2 separate regions of the Zea mays genome follow, and region 2 is linked to region 1. Evidence: chromatin contacts called from public Hi-C data. All regions are on one chromosome and are shown on one strand. The core of a region is the stretch at or near the end of the contact, and the rest is flanking DNA. Distances in the headings are between cores, read along the strand shown. Region 1 holds the start of LOC103627544 (ethylene-responsive transcription factor ERF027). Region 2 holds the start of LOC100501893 (SPX domain-containing membrane protein).

Region 1 (3,903 bases), core at 905-3,404:
ATTAAAATTGCTTTTACGTCGTGTACGTACATGGGTGATGGAACGGATAAGAAAAAGGTGCGATTTGCAGTTTTACGCACGCACGCAACAGCGGGCACGGGGAGACGTGGACGCTCCGTGGCTGCTCATTTTTAGGCGCCTTGGTATGCCGTATGCGTTGGGTCCCTATACATGTCGTTTCATGCTGAATTTTCTGAGGCCGTATTGGACCCCCTCCGTCGGAACGTCAACCCGGACCCGATCAGTTGCTAAATTATTTCATATGACAAAATCAACCAAGGCCATAATAATATGCTGACGTGGTGTCATGAATCATCCTCAGTCGATCTGCGTTCGCCGTAGATACTATGCTCGATCGCGTGGTCAAAGCTAGAGCGTCCGGACATGATCCCCTAGTGCAACGCTGGTACGTACGTTCGCGTGGATTCCGCGCTGGACCGGAGATTTTACTTGTCATCGTCATCATCACAAGAGAAAAGGGCCGGTGAACGCTCGCCTCGGTCGGTCGCGTGACACCCGCCGATTCAACCGGAGTCTCGGAACCAAGCAAGCCGAAAAAAGGTCGCCGATCCAGGCATGGGGCAGGAGCCGCGGGCCGTGACAAACTGCACCGACCAGAATGCGCCGCATCGGGGTGGTGGATGGCTGACTGACGACCGGCCACTTGCGTACGTTTTCTTGGTACCAAAGGAAGTAGTAATTGATTATCACCACCGCACCACATGAGCAGTACGAGTCTCCATCGTCGAACTATCGGAGCGGAGATCACGTCGTACAGTACGTGTACTCGGATATGCCGTATAACCCGTCAGCAGGTCGGCGCAAAGATACCTGGTGATCGAGCTAACGGATTGGATGACATCCACCTCTTTCACAGTACGTACTATAATTTGAACTAATTGTTGACCAGATTTTGACTCCCGTCTCTTGAAATACGAATTGTTTTATTTCAGGTCGGCAACAAATTCGTTCAATTGAAGAACTTTGGAACAGTTATGTTTTGCGCATCATTTCCTTGGAAGAGGTGACGCTAGAAGGTAAGTTATAATGCAATTCCAAACATCTTTTAAAGCTTAATGTTAGAATACTTGATTGGCTTTTGGTTCATATAGTGTAACGTTAACGTTAGGAAAAAAAGTCCAAATTACTCTCCACACCTACGAACGAATGTTCATATAACACTCTAAAGTACTTTTTTAGTTCAATTTATCGCTCCACATGTTTGAGTTGGTTCAATCTATCCCTTAACAAACTTTATTTTTTTTATTTCTCTATGTATAAATTGAGTTTCCACTTTCTAGTCCAAATTTTATTGGTTAGTAGCTCAGGCCACAACTTAGCCTACAAAAAAAAATTATAATTTTTCATAATTCTTTTGACAGGTTACATATTCTATAATAACTTTAATGGTAGAAAACTAAATATTAAATAATCATAAAAATTCTTAATATAATTTTTAACATAAGTTATGATGTCCTTAATCACCTTAGAAAATATAAATTTTAAATTCAACTTTTACATAGAGAAATTAAAAAAAGACAAATATTATTAGTTAAAACGAAAGGATTGGTAGTTTTTTTTTAACTCTTCGAGGTGCTCTTGACAGAGCTTTTTGAGAGACTTGAGCTTTATAGCTTCTTTGGCTTCTCGAGGATAACCCTATTAAACGCTAACTATATCTTGCCATATACAGCGTTAGAAAGCTCAGTTGGGTAAGGCCTAGTTGCTTTATGCGTATTCGATCTTATATGTTTTCCGCCGTTGGCAAGTCGAGAACCATGCCACCATAGCAGCAGGTTCATGCTTGTGTGTTGTTCCGGTCTAACAGAGAAAGCAGCAGGCAGCAGCAGATGCACATATTTGTCAAAACCTGTGTCTGAAATGAACAGGACGCCGCTATCCCGAAACGCACTAATTAGCATCGAGCATGCACAAAGCTAACCCAGAGCTGCGTCCTTCGTGCGACCACGACAGCAGCCTTCGGGGAAGCGTACAGATGGCCACGGCAGAACAGAAAGCAGGGCCCGGCCGGCCGGTTGCCAGTGCCAGCCATCCGGAACCTTGCAGTTGCAGTCCAGCAGCACCCGTCAGGCCGTGAGCCACAGAACCTGCCCCCCACGTCCGGCACGCGTATCTCGCGTCACCCACACAACACAAGCAAGCGAGGAAGAATTAGCACGAATCGCATGACCGCGCAGGGCTAATTTAATGACAGCCCTCAGCCCAGCCTCGCCCCGCCCGCTAATGACAGCGACGGCGGCATCTCGCTGTCTCCCGGTGACGAAGATAAGACGAAGGGGTCGGGGGAGGCGGAGAGCAGCAGAGCTAAGCGCGGCTACAACTATAAGCTTAGCGGTTTTATCCGGTTTACTAGAGCTTAAGTTAGGTGGGCTTGTGTCTCGTGCGCTTTGCTTCTCAGGCACCAGCTCAGCGCAAGCCAATACACACACATGCATCCCCGCTCGAATACGCGTCTGGCCGCCTCCGCTGTGCTTGTTAGCATGCCGCTTTTCACCATGGCGGCCCGCACGCTTCCTTCCCGCTTCTTTACCAACCCTTATATACCCCCGGCACCCCCTCGCCCATCCCATGACACCTCTTGCCCCGCACGAGCTGCAAACGCGCAACACTCGAATAGCTAGCTGACAGCTGCTGGGGAGGGAGGGAGGGATATACCTGTGCGCGTGCACGCGCCATAGATAGGTAGGTGCACTGACTCCACTGCTGCAGGAGCTGAATTTGGCACATGTCAGCAGGTGCCCAAACAGATGGGCGTGCCCTAACGGTTCATGGCTGAGAAGCAGCCGCCGGCACCCCATTCTCCTTCCCCGGCGGTGCAGGTGCAACCGGCCGGGCCGGCAGCCGGCGGCCACAGCCACCACCAGGCGGCTTCTGCTTCGGCTTCGGGCCCAGCCTCGCCTCATTCCCCTTCTCCGGTGGTGCAGCAGGGCGACGGGACGTCGTCGGCGCGGGCAGCTGCCATCACGGCTCCGCCGATGGCGACGACGACCGCGACGAGCTCGGGGGAGCCGTCGCCGCGGTCGTCCGGGAAGCACGCATTCTACCGAGGCATACGGTGCCGGAGCGGCAAGTGGGTGTCGGAGATCCGGGAGCCCCGCAAGGCGCGGCGCATATGGCTCGGCACGTACCCGATGGCGGAGATGGCCGCGGCCGCCTACGACGTGGCGGCCCGCGCGCTCCGCGGCGCCGACGCCGTGCTCAACTTCCCCGGCGCGATCGCCTCGCGCGCGGCCCCAGCGTCCGCGTCCCCCGAGGACATACGCGCCGCGGCGGCCGCGGCCGCGGCCGCCGCGCAGCTCGAGTACTCGCATCAGGGTCGTACCGCCAATCCTCCTCCTCCTCCTGCTTCTCCTCCTTCTCCTGCTGCTGCTGCTGCACAGGACTGGCATCAACAGCACGACGCGGCGGCGAGCTACACGCCGCAGCAGGAGGCCGGCACTGACGAGTTCATGGACGAAGAGGCCATCTTCGAGATGCCGCAGCTCCTGCGGAACATGGCGGCGGGGATGATGATGAGCCCGCCGAGGCTCAGCCCCGACACCTCCGACGAGTCGCCCGACCCGTCCGAGGCCGGGGAGAGCCTCTGGAGCTACCGTGACCCGTAGATTGTTGCACACCTAGCTAGCTAGGCCATGGCAGCACCAGCAGTGTGGTAATAACACAAACCATCATAGTGAACTACTAGTACACCACCGGCAGGTAGCAAACCAGAGAAGTTGATTATTATGGCGACAACAGGAGTACATGGATATGGATGGACGGGTACATGCATGGACCCCGGCCGGTGCACCGCAGCGTACGTCCTCTCTGTATATCTGCTGATACACGAGTGTATGCTGCCTATAAGCTAGCATGCATAGTGTGACATGCTCGCTAGTAATA
Region 2 (3,903 bases), core at 1,039-3,538, 350 kb after region 1:
GCAAATTGTTTGCCCACTAAACATTTGACATTACTAATAGATGCTGACAGACTATATTTTAAACACCTATTAGCCAAGACTAAATATACCATAGCTAATTGTTTACCTACTAATTAGCCACTGGCAAACATTTAGGCAGAAGGATCAAACATGGTCTTATGGCCTTAGTATCAAAGCATCACTACTTTTGTAATGAACGATTCAACTAACATGTGCGCGAAAAGGATGTTCTTTGTTCTGAAACTTTACATTAATACAAAGTGGACTCCGTAGACTATGATTGTATTGAAGATAAACGAAGTTCACACTTTGCACTTCATTTGGCCGATCGAGATCATAGAAATGGGTTACATATGGCGGTTGGAATCCCTAGCAAATGCACTATAGTACTATACAGATTTCACTCTAAAAAAAAGGTACTGGAGCATGTTCACCGCATCTTCGGAGATTCTCTCTCTGTAAAAAAATCGTCTCCAGCTTTTAGCTAGATGAGGATGAGGAGCTACTAGCTAGTGACGGGGACTTGAGAAAAGAAAAAAAGAAAAAGAGAGGCGGTTGGCCTCTTGCCTCCGGGCAAAGACGACGAAGCTTTGGGTAGGTATATTGAATATTCGTGGGTTTATTCCCTGAGTAACTGACAGAGTGACAGTCTCTATCTAAACTTTACCGCTGTCCTATATAATTCAGTAATTCAGGTGTTTAAACTTTACCACTCGTCCTGTATAATTCAGTCAAGATGATTTTAGGCGACTTGTACCACTGGCTTAGTATAAATAAAATGCTATTTTTTGTGACTTGTATTTATATTATAACATATCATTTTTTTTGTCCTTACTAGAAAATAATTATAAATTGCATAATTGTCTTTATGCCGAGTTGCCAACACAAATCATGCCTTGTTGAGTTTTTGGTTCCGTTTAACGGTTTTTTTATGTTTGAAACAGAAAATATAGATCGTGTATATAAAAATTACAGCAAACTAAAACTGTAATTTGAAGTAAAATATATTTAATTATCAGCATCTGAAAAGAAACTAAAATATAGAAAATTTAATTTTATCAAGTCCTAATCTTTTACATCGAGGTTGCACTAGAAAGTACTCCCTCTCTGTTCCTATTTACCTCGTGGCATCGTGCCGGCAACTATTGTTGTGTTGCGATTGATTTGCTGTTAGTAGGGTTGTCTTAACCATTGTAGTGGTCCTATTCTTCTCCGCAACCTCCTTTTGAAGGGGCGCTAGTTTACCTAGTCTATGTCATCCTTTTCTTTATTAAATAAAATCGACAACTTTCTGTCTGCATTTATTTAAAAAGAACTATAGCGATTCAGAGAAAAGGGCCATTAAAATTCACAAGCAATCGCATCCTTCGTCTCTTTGATGATATGTCAGAGCATCTCCAACAATGCCTCAAACTAATGCCTTAAATCAAAATATAGGGCTCCACACAGGAAAAACCATTCCAACAGTGCCTCAATTCAACAAATTTTGTCAAAAAACTATAGAGCACCCTCTCAAGTGCCTCAAATATACTACACCGTAGTGGGCTGCCCTATAATCTAGATTTGAGGCTTTACTGTTGGAGCGCGGTGTTTTGTTGGTGCCCTAAATTCTATAAAATTTACTTATTTTTAAATTATAAGACATTTTTATAGGTCACGTTGTTGAAGATGCTCTCTTGAATGAAGCAAATCACACTTTTCGTTAGTATTATTCGCATTAACACAAAGTTGTGCCCTGCTCAAGGAATACAATATCGCGACCAAAGATAAACCATCTCTGATGCTACTTTGCTATTTCATTTATTTGTCATTAGTATAGTGGGTTCAATTTTCCTATCGATTACAACGAACCTATTGCAATTTGCAAGCTGTTTGCGGAAGCTTTCAAAAATATTTTATAGGGAAGTTTCTTTGTGTCGAAATCCAACCCGTGCCGAAATCCAACCATCTCGACCGATCAATCGGGAAGGAGATGGGGGAAAGGAAAAAAGAAACAGGAGTCAGGAGCAGAGGCCAGGGGTGGCGAGGCATTTTTGGCCACAGGGGCGCAGCCAAAAGGCGTCGTCCCATCGAATCCGCCACGTCCGCATCGGCGACCCGGCAGGAACACGGCCGCGGGCAGAGTGCCTGTCTCCGCCACAACCCCGGCGAGGCCCCCCTCCCCCTCCGTCCACACCTCCTCCCCTCCGTCCTCTCTCTCTCTCTCTCTCTCTCTCCCTGCCGCGTCGCCGCTATAAATACCTCTTGCCGCCGCCTCCTTCCCTCCCATCTCCAACGCCAAGCACATACTGACACACACACACACACACAAGCCCATTGCATTCGCCAAACATTCGCCCACGCGCCATTGTAGCGCACGAGCTCCCGAAGCCCTCATCGCCGTGCCGTTCGTCTCGCCGGATCGATCGCTCCGCCCCTGCTCCTGGCTTTGGTGCCGTATGCCCGTCCGTCTCCATAGGGCTTGCATTCTCTCTGCTTTGATTTGACGGTACCCAGCTGAAGCACACAAATTGCCTCCGTTTGCCGGTCCTGTGCGTGCGCGATCGAGTTTTGTTGATGGTCATCTAGCAGGATCGCAGGAGTTGACGAGCCGCACGCCCTAGCTCGTACGTGAAAAAAACGTGGCCACGGTAAGCCATCTGTTCTGCTATTCCCCTGTTTAAACCCGAAATAAGTTTTAGCTTCCCCTCCTCATGTACGGAATTTCGACATTCAACTCTCAACTTCGTTTTTTTTTGCCATTTTGTCTGCTGCGCTTGGAACTTAGTTATGTTTTTTTTTCTGTTTCATTAGTGGTGACAGTACATGCTACCTTTTTTTTCGCTCTCTCACTATCTCAACAAACGAGTGATGGTGAATGTCTGAATGAACAGAGAGAAGTAACAAAACACATCATCAATCATTTCCAAATGAATACATTCTATACTCATGCATGTCATTTTTGTTAAATTGTTACGGAATCATAACACCCCGGTTGAGATCAGAGGCTGCACCAGTTTGTATGTACACTGATGAAGCAAACATCTTCAGATGCAATTATTTTCTTCTTAAGATTGCGTATATATTCTAAAGGAAAAAACATGGTGATTTTCATTCACTCGTTTTCCATAAAAAATAACTTTCACGCTAGTGTGTCCCTATTTTTTCAGAGTAACAATCCTCTGCTGTGCGGGTCTTTTCATGATCGTTTAACCTGATAGTTCACTTTCGCAATACCAACTGCATGTTAAGTCCAAATATAATTGTTTTTTTTCTTTCCTTTTTTGGTCCTTTTTTTTAAACAGAGTATGCATTGCACTTTCACTTTCCATCCAGACACACTAGGGCTTTACTAATTTCCGGGCTGGTTTACAACAAAGGGGAGATATATCTAGGGAGACAAAACTTTCCACAAATAACTAAATATCTTAGGGTAGTTTGAGAACTCTATTTTTCTATGGGATTTCTATTTTCCCAAAGGAAAATGAACTAATTTCCTCTAGAAAAATTGAAATCCCTTGAAAAAATGTGGTTCCCAAACTAGCCCTTATGTAAACAATATCCCTGAGATTGCTCACCTTGGAAAATGCAGGGATCCTTAGGGGATTTTAGTTTCCAAATTAACCCTACATGGGCAGTTCTCTCCACGGGTAGCATGTTCAGGAAGATCGTAAAGGATGTCGTCATAAAGGTGCTTAGCTCTTGGGAGTCCCTAGAGCCGTTTCTGTGTATTAGTGTTACTGTATATCCTGGACAGCGAAGGAGCATCCTAAAGTGGCTTGATTCGGCAATGTCACTAGACGATTCTATGTCACCTTGCTTGCCACGTGCCATATTCTTTTGGATCTGTCTAGAATTTTTTTTGTTATTTTACTTTGCTTTGCCCAGAAACTTCAATGTTATCTTAGGTTCTCGACTGTAAAG

Evidence for each region. Hi-C and Micro-C count contacts between places; a contact is called where the count stands out from the background.
Region 2: a contact with region 1 is called in a Hi-C map of leaf, with 2.7 times the contacts expected there. The contact joins the promoter of LOC100501893 here to the promoter of LOC103627544 in region 1. A contact is called at or near these places in 16 of 25 Hi-C or Micro-C datasets (bundle sheath, ear, endosperm and 5 more).

What each region holds. Positions count from the first base shown.
Region 1 is chr5:203,584,908-203,588,810 of Zm-B73-REFERENCE-NAM-5.0, forward strand. LOC103627544 (ethylene-responsive transcription factor ERF027) reads left to right here and starts at 2,155. Exons shown (of 1, transcript XM_008647830.2): 1 at 2,155-3,903. The coding sequence starts at 2,790. The coding sequence ends at 3,626.
Region 2 is chr5:203,931,392-203,935,294 of Zm-B73-REFERENCE-NAM-5.0, forward strand. LOC100501893 (SPX domain-containing membrane protein) reads left to right here and starts at 2,289. Exons shown (of 11, transcript NM_001196532.1): 1 at 2,289-2,630.